Linked DNA regions of Mus musculus: region 1 is linked to region 2. The links are chromatin contacts, called in public Micro-C maps. All regions are on one chromosome and are shown on one strand. The core of a region is the stretch at or near the end of the contact, and the rest is flanking DNA. Distances in the headings are between cores, read along the strand shown.

Evidence for each region. Hi-C and Micro-C count contacts between places; a contact is called where the count stands out from the background.
Region 1: a Micro-C map of granulosa cells shows a contact between it and region 2, with 2.4 times the contacts expected there. The contact joins two enhancer-like sites. A contact is called at or near these places in 11 of 484 Hi-C or Micro-C datasets (the 3T3-L1 cell line, the C2C12 cell line, cranial neural crest and 6 more).

The regions. Positions count from the first base shown.
Region 1 is chr10:56,999,746-57,003,889 of GRCm38.p6, reverse strand. No RefSeq gene overlaps it. Among named protein-coding and RNA genes, the nearest start is that of Gm36827, 20 kb to the right of the region's middle. Within about 2 kb of position 2,364, at least 29 of the 459 cell types and tissues checked have an H3K27ac peak or open chromatin away from gene starts, as enhancers often do. A contact at or near this core is called in granulosa cells and tail fibroblasts, where this site is marked.
Region 2 is chr10:56,918,487-56,922,622 of GRCm38.p6, reverse strand. No RefSeq gene overlaps it. Among named protein-coding and RNA genes, the nearest start is that of Gm36769, 15 kb to the left of the region's middle. Within about 2 kb of position 1,577, at least 111 of the 459 cell types and tissues checked have an H3K27ac peak or open chromatin away from gene starts, as enhancers often do. A contact at or near this core is called in granulosa cells and tail fibroblasts, where this site is marked.

The sequences.
Region 1 (4,144 bases), core at 1,115-3,614, 80 kb before region 2:
TTGGTGCAGAGCTTTGATATCATTCATGCAATAGAGAGAAAGAAAGCAGAAAGAGGGGGAAACATGTTCATACTGTATTATCTCTGGATTCTTTTGTCATTTTCAAATGAGCCTAATCTTAATGACTGTAAGACTTCTGACAATGTTCTTTAAAACAACATAAGCCGACCATGGTGGCACACACCTTTAATCCCAGCACTCGGGAGGCAGAGGCAGGTAGATTTCTGAGTTCGAGGCCAGCCTGGTCTACAAAGTGAGTTCCAGGACAGCCAGGGCTATACAGAGAAACCCTGTCTCGAAAAACCAAAAAATAAAAAAATAAAAAATAACAACAACAACAAAAATCCACAACATAAAACAAAACAAAACACCTGTAATAGCATGGATTCCAAATTGAGCACAAAAATCCATTCTGAGCTTGGAAAACGAATTAGAATCATGATTCCAATTCTTCTTCTGATCAAATGTTAAAATGAGAAGAGATCACCAAATAAGAGAGTAGGCAGATGCTGAGTCTGAATTATTTTGAAATCCTAAACAAACCCCACTACAGAGGCCCAGAGCCAGGTTCCATGTGCTATTCCACATGCTCTGTGGGTCTGTGACTTGCTCCAGCAGCTGTTGTCAGCATTTCTCAGGTCTGTCCTGAGCTATCACCAAGAGGCATCTCTGTGAAGACTTGCCTTCTGCCTCCACCATATGTCCTTGTCTAATCCCAGAGTAAGTTTCAGTGTTACTAACAACCCTCAGGACAGTGTCCTGTGAAGAAAGCGCACCCCTCCAGTGCTTGCGTTGCTATGGTCATTGACATCATTAGTTCTGTAGATTCCTGGCTCTTTGGAAGCCTTTGGTTTGAGAAATGGAAGGAGGTGGTTGTATGCAGACTGAGATCGTGTGCATTTGAATGGTCGCATTGCTGTCAAACTTGCCTTCTGTGCTGCTGTTTTCTTCTTCTCCTCCTTTTCCTTCTTCTCCTCCTCCTCCTCTTTCTCCCCCTCCTCTTCTTCCTCCCCCCTCCTCCCTTTTCCTCCTCCTCCTTCTTTTTCTTCTTCTTCTCCTTCTTTTTCTTCTGTGTTTCAAAGATTGGTAATATTGTACATCTTGAGTATTATTCTCAGAAACCCTCCCGAATATGATTCATCTGGCTGATAGATTACTTTCATTTCCTAATTTGATATATATTATATAATTTGAGAATGTGCCTCATACAGTTTCAAGAGCTTCAATGCAACAACGGAAACAAACATCTGGACCCATTTTATCAACTTGCTCATTCCTATCTTAAATGAGAAAATAGTATATTTTTAATTGAAAATATATTTTTTCATAAAATATATTCTATTATAGTTCCTCCTCTCTCAGCTCCTCCCAGATCCTCCCTATCTCCCTATACACAAAATCAACATCCTTTCTTGCTCTCTCTCTCTCTCTCTCTCTCTCTCTCTCTCTCTCTCTCTCTCTTAAAGGAGAAGGTAGCATATTCTTTTACAAATATTCCATCCCACAGATATTGGTTACATCCATTTATAGAATCAGAAGCTTATAGGAAAACAGCATGAATGCCACAACCATGGAACTGTTCAGTGTAATATCTGCATGCAGCCTATAACAACAATAACAGTAACAACACTCTCCTGATTTGGGTGCAAATAGAAACCAAATGGGGCTTAATTCTCATTAATCAAAGTATAGGGAGATTTTCACTGCATTATCCATCCTTACTTCAGCCTAACTCTCATAAATTTGTAAGTGACTGATTATTGACACCATACAACTTGCAACACAATAGATGGAATTATTGATAATGCCTATGTAGGAACACATGGGACTGACCTAAATATTTCCAAGCTTTATAGTATTAAAGGGGGAGAAATAAAATAGCCTTGGCTCATTTTCCTTTCATTCTCCGACTTGACAGTCCACGTGAGCATTTTCCTTCTCCCCAGACTGTCCGTCATTGGGCAGTGTGCTTTGCTCTACGGACCTCACACCTTTTCATCCCTCATCCCCATCTAGCTTTTACTCCGAGGCTCTAGAACTCTGAAGACTTGTTTACACTTCTAAAGTGTGACATTTCCTTCCATTCAGGGGAATTCAGTTCAAAGTGGTACTCTCTACAAAAAACCACAGAGTCGAAATTACGATCAAATGATCCGTTTTCTTGGACCTCAATCTCTTCTTGTACTAAAAAGAAAAAAAAAAAGTCTTGACAATCAAAACAGACGGCACCTGTCCTGCTTGTAGCTTCGAATAAGCACGTGTAAAATGTGACTTCCGTAGACTGTGACAAATGGCCTATCACAGATCAAATTACTGTCCTAGAATATTTACCGCTTCAGTAGCATGAGTTGGTCAGTAGATGGCACTGTTTGTTACATTAAAAAAGAATCGCTGCCGCCTGAGACATCACCTGATCAGGATAAGGAAGGGTAGGAGGGGAGGCGACCCTGCTCTCACAACAGAAACTGCGTTGATTTCTTAGAGGTTAAAGTGACCTTGAAAAGGATCCCAGCACATCTCTCTGGTTTTTCAAAAGGAAAGTTCTATTTTGGATATTCTCAGAGGGGTGGATATTTTTAACGCACTTCATTTACCCCTTTCAAACGGGAGCTACTCAAAAAATTCTGTATCCGAATCACATCTTTTTTCAGTGTTCTTGTCTTCAGTCCTGAGGTGAATATAGAACACTTCTTTACGGTTTCTTCCTGAAAACTCTGCCGAGGTCTTGAGGGAGGTTCACTAGTATCCGACATAAGCCTTTTGTGCTTCCTTGGTCCCTCTAGTCTGTTTCTCAGACTGTACATCAAATCTGCTCCCTCTTGAATTCTAATATGCCATTCAGTCAGGCCCACTATACAGCATAGTATCTGGATGTATACCTTATTATTAGATAATAAAGATATGTGAATGTTGACAGGACACAGAAGATATTCAGGGTATTTTTATTGGCCCCAAAGATTTCCAATCTTTAGAGAAATTGATCTATCAAAATGAACGGAAATAACGTAACTACAGAGTACAAAATATTGACTTCAACCATTTTAAACCAACTGTCTCTTTTCATCTGATTCTTATTTTTCTATGTTTTCTTTTTCTTTTAATATTTTTATTAGGTATTTTCCTCATTTACATTTCCAATGCTATCCCAAAAGCCCCCCCCCACTCCCCTACCCACCCACTCCCCCTTTTTGGCCCTGGCGTTCCCCTGTACTGGGGCATATAAAGTTTGCATGTCCAATGGGCCTCTCTTTCCAGTGATGGCCGACTAGGCCATCTTTTGATACATATGCAGCTAGAGTCAAGAGCTCCAGGATACTGGTTAGTTCATATTGTTGTTCCACGTATAGGGTTGCAGATCCCTTTAGCTCCTTGGGTACTTTCTCTAGCTCCTCCATTGGGGGCCCTGTGATCCATCCAATAGCTGACTGTGAGCATCCACTTCTGTGTTTTCTATGTTTTCAATGTAAGAATTTAAAGTATTTTCAAGTAAACATTCAAACTAATTTGATATATATATATATATATATATATATATATGTAAATATATATACTGGATCATAAGATATCATCCATTTTTTTAAGCGCTGGTGTTTTCTCTGCTACATTTTAAATCTCACAGAAGCATGTAACTTTTTATATGGCATCGACCACAAGAGTTTCACAGTACATACTTGATAATGCTATACAATGGATGCTTACTAAGCATTAGTTGAATGATTTAACAAATTGTTCCATTTAAGCTAACTATCATCCAGAGCATTGCCAGCTACTTTCAAGATATAGTTTTATTAACTGTCACATCACCATTAAGTTCCTGTATTAAGTCTTTACTACACTGTGCCAAGTCTATAATTTTCCTTTGACAAAGTAAAAACAAGCCTTGAAAAATTAATTCTTCAAATTATGAGTGTATATAGTGCAGCAAATTATTCTGTATAATTTTTCTGAGCAAAATATTGTTATAAACATTTCCATTGTATTTTCTTACAATTAAACTTTAGTTATTTTAATTCATTTGGAAATATTTAGGGTTTAATTTTAAGGATTTTTTCTCTTTATTGAGTTTGCATTATTTGTACTGTTGCTGTTTAGGCTGCCACTTTAACTTTGCTAGTGATTATTTTTATTCATTCATTTTTGAAAT
Region 2 (4,136 bases), core at 328-2,827:
TGAAAGACAGCAACAAAGAGAATTGTTCCTATTGATAGAGAGAGGAGATCAGGAACAACAATAACAAAACAACAACACAAAAGAAAGTTTTTATCAAACAATAGAATCCTGTCAAAGAACATGGATTTATAGGCATGTTATCTTAAAATAATAGTTTTAAAACTATTTCTTGAGATGCAAGAATGATTGATTATAGATCTTTATAGAAGATAAAGAGTCAAAGATGGAAGTAGAAACAAGAAGAAGGGTTTTTTTTGTTTTGTTTTGTTTGTTTTGTTTTTGTTTTTGTTTTTAAAGCAAATAATTTAGAATATTGAACCAGGAGTTTCAACATTTTGGAACACTTCTGGAACGAAAGAGGAAACAACCACAAAGTAAATAGTTCAGGACAGAGTTGAAAAGCCCAGTACATGCTCAGCCTGGTGCTGATCATGAATTCGGCAAGGCAAGGATAGTGCCCATTCTTACTCTTGCTTCCTCCTTGAGTTCCTGCCCTGACTACCTATCAGGATGGGCTGTAGGTTGTAGTTCCTAACCCTTTCCTTCCGCAGGTTGGTCTTGGCCATGGTATTTACTGCAGTGATAGAAAGCAAACTAATACAGAGCTGTTGACTACAGAGCTGTTGAACTATGTGTCCGTGGTTACTCTTATTTAGAAAACAAAACAAAAACAAAACAAAAACAAAAAAACAAAGCAAAAAACAAAAATAACTGTAAAATGTACAAAACAAAATTCTTTCAGATTGCTTAAAAATGATTTGGGCTAATAAACGTCACCCTGTTTTATATGATAAAATATTTAAGTACAGCAAGTGACAAATTTGGCCCAATTTCAGAGAAAGACATTTAGTAGTTGAGCTTCCTGAAAGAGAGAGGGAGGAGGGTTAAGAGGGTTCTCTGTCTTTATCTAGAGCAGAGGAGCTGGGTAGTTGCAATTTTTTTAGTATTAGCCCAGCTTTACTGGCTGAGCTCTGCCTTTCCTGTGGAAGGAAAAGTTATTCTGCGCTCAGCATTAGCGTCAAAGGGCTGCAGACCCACGCCTGCTGGTTTCAATTAGCGTGCCAGCCCCAGTGGCATGTCCGGCAGCCAGGGTTTTATTAGGGCTCGGTCATCTCCTCCTCCAAGCCACGTGAATGGCCTGCGGTTCTACAAGCTTCCCTTGACCTTCCAATCCCTCTGGAGCTGTGTGACCGCTGGACGCTGAAGCTACAGCTGTCTGCCTCTTGACTCCCAAAACCCAATCTGCTCTGAAATCTTCCCTTGGGACAGAGAGGGAAAGCGAGCTGATAGAGAGAGAGGTCTCTCCCTAATATGAACTTGTTATTTTAAAGCTTGGGTGTGTTTGAGCACTGGGATGTGTGCATGCGTGAGTGGCTGCGGCAGAGAGGTGAAAGGTGAGGACCCTGGGGATCTCTGCTGCTCTCAGCCAAGGGACCAGTTCTGGGCTAAAGGCAAACAGCAGTTTCAGAGCAGGGCAGGGATATTTAAAAGTCTGGCACGGGAGACACAAGAGGAGTGAGCAAACCTGGAATTTAGCCTAAAGAAGAGAAGGTTGAGGGTGATTTAAAAAGGAACTGTAGAGCAGGAAATGTCATTATAGCGGGAATGAGGACCAGATGTTCTCTGTGTCATCAGAGTACACAGCAGAGAGAATGACCTTACAGAAAAAGGCATAACTTTGTGGCATTTGAACACCCAAATGGGACGCTCATGGCGCCTGTGGAATTCTCCATCTGAAAGACCTTTCTCTTCTGTGCAGGTTTGTGTATAGCTTTGCAGGAAGCATAAAGGGGGTAGGTAGGAAACGGTCTGGAGGCTCTTTTCTGAGTGCCCACTGTATCACAACAGCAGAACGTTCAGGGCGATTAGCAAAGGGCTTTGTGGAAGCCTCAGACAGAAATCCAGGGTGCCTGTGAGTGTATGGACCTGAATGTCCTACATAATCTTATCTTTTCAATTTCCCTGAATGTTTATAAACACGTTGATGGCAGTGATAGAAAGAGACAAGCTTTCAATGAATCACTTGTGTTATGACTTCGCTATCTTCACATTGGAGACTGGAAGGTTGATTATCTAAGGTTTTGATACCCATACTCAGAAACGGCCCAAATGCTGTTTTGACACTTAAGTGACAGAAAATAGGCACTTATTTTCAGGCTTAAACTTTCCTTTTGTTTTCTTAAATGAGATAACAAGTAAGATCTAAATGTATTTTTAAAATTCTCTCATGTGCTCTAATACCAGTTCTATAAAAATGTCTATTAACTTTAAGATAGAAAAAAAAATCCCCATAGAACCTGGGAATGCCATCTCACAGAAATTTAAACAAACCAACTGCAAATTGCTCACTGCAGTGCACTGCAGTCTGTCATTAGTTAGAATAAGTAGTTTTTAATTTGTATCCCTTATGTTCAAATCAAAGCTAACTCAATTAGTAAAATGACCATGAGTAAAGAGGCTGATGGCTAATTACCACTGATTATATCACTACTTACTGATTAATGGCCTCAGTATGATAGCCAGGAATTCTGATAAAACTCATCCTTGTATCTTTTAATCAACTAAATTGTGTTAATTTCAACAATCTGTTCTAATTTAAGGAAGTCCTTATCCTCTATGACAATGAAACCAGTTTGTTATTCAGAGGAAAGCAAAACCTACAGATGCTTAGCTATGCTGCCTTAAGTGAGTTTTCCAAGTCATATTCATTCCTTCTTTCCTGTTTGATGCGATGACTCAAGTTTCTCAGTGAGAAGACACCTCCCCTTGTGGTCATCTTTTATGTTCTTGCAGCAACCCAAAAGTGTTGCACTTACCTATCAAGCAATTAAATATATATATATATATTGCTGTAAAGAGACACCATGACCATGGCATCTTGTATTTAAAAAAAAAAAAAAAAAAACAGAAAATGTAATTGGGGCTGGCTCACAGTTCAGACATTTAGTCCGTTATCTGCAGGGCAGGAAGCATGGTGGCATGGCATGCATGGTGGCATGTCATGCTGGCAGAAATGATTCTGGGGAAGAGCTGAGACTTCTATTATCTGAATCTACAGGCAACAGGAAGAGAGAGATTGCCACACTGGGCACAGCATGAGCGCCTAAGACCTCAAGGTCTGCCCCCAGTGACCACTTCTTCCAACAAGGCCTCACCTATTCCAGGTCATACTTCCTAATAGTGCTACTCCCTATGGGCTTATGGGGAAGGGGCATTTTCATTCAAACCACCACGATAAATCAGCAAACTTCTTGAAAGGGAGATGCCGTAGCCAATGTTTCTTACAACCCTTTCCAACAAGGTTGAGCTGAAGGTGCTCCCAGAAAATAGATGTTTCTTCTACTGGCTCCCATTCAGAAAGAGGAGTGTGAGATATGTGCCAAGGGTGGGGTACAACTGACTAGCACTATAGTTTGTCAAAAGTCACAGATATCAAATACTCTGTAAGTCACAGCATTAGAAAGAAACTATACTAACCCTCCCCAAAGTACCAGTACCCAAAACCAGAACAAGAAACAGCATGTAGAGAGCTTTTTTAAGGATACTTAAAAATGTCTATTTCATAACGGGTTCAAATATTTGAGTAGATGAATTGATGAATTCATGTTCCCCTGTGTACACGTACATACATCCTCACATAAACCCCTCTTATTATTAGGCCACTGGTGGTTTGTAGGTAAGGTTGTGATTTGGTACACAATAGGTAAGTCCACACGCAAATTTTGGCAAACAAAAGTCTAGCGACAGTCAGTCCTCCCTTACAGCTCAGTTTGTATTCAGGGTGAGCTTGGTGTTTTGCAAGATTACCTTTTGTGTTTTAAGACGTCGGGCCTTTTTGTGTTTCCTACAGTAGAAGATAAAGACTGTCAAGGAACTGTGTGAAATGGAAAAGCAATACGAATCTTTAAAAGCTTGCTTGTTTGATGATGGATATAGTGAGAAAGCATGGATAGGGTGCAAATGAGAAAGGAAAGATGGAGAAAAGCTGACTTCAAATTTCCTGGCGTGAGACCAGGCTAGATACCACATCCCTGAGCACTGCCCAGAGTCTGAGTGAAAGGTCAGCATGAGGGAGAAGCAATGGCTTCGTTTATACTGTTCAGTTTATGATGCTAACACATCTCCACCTCACCATA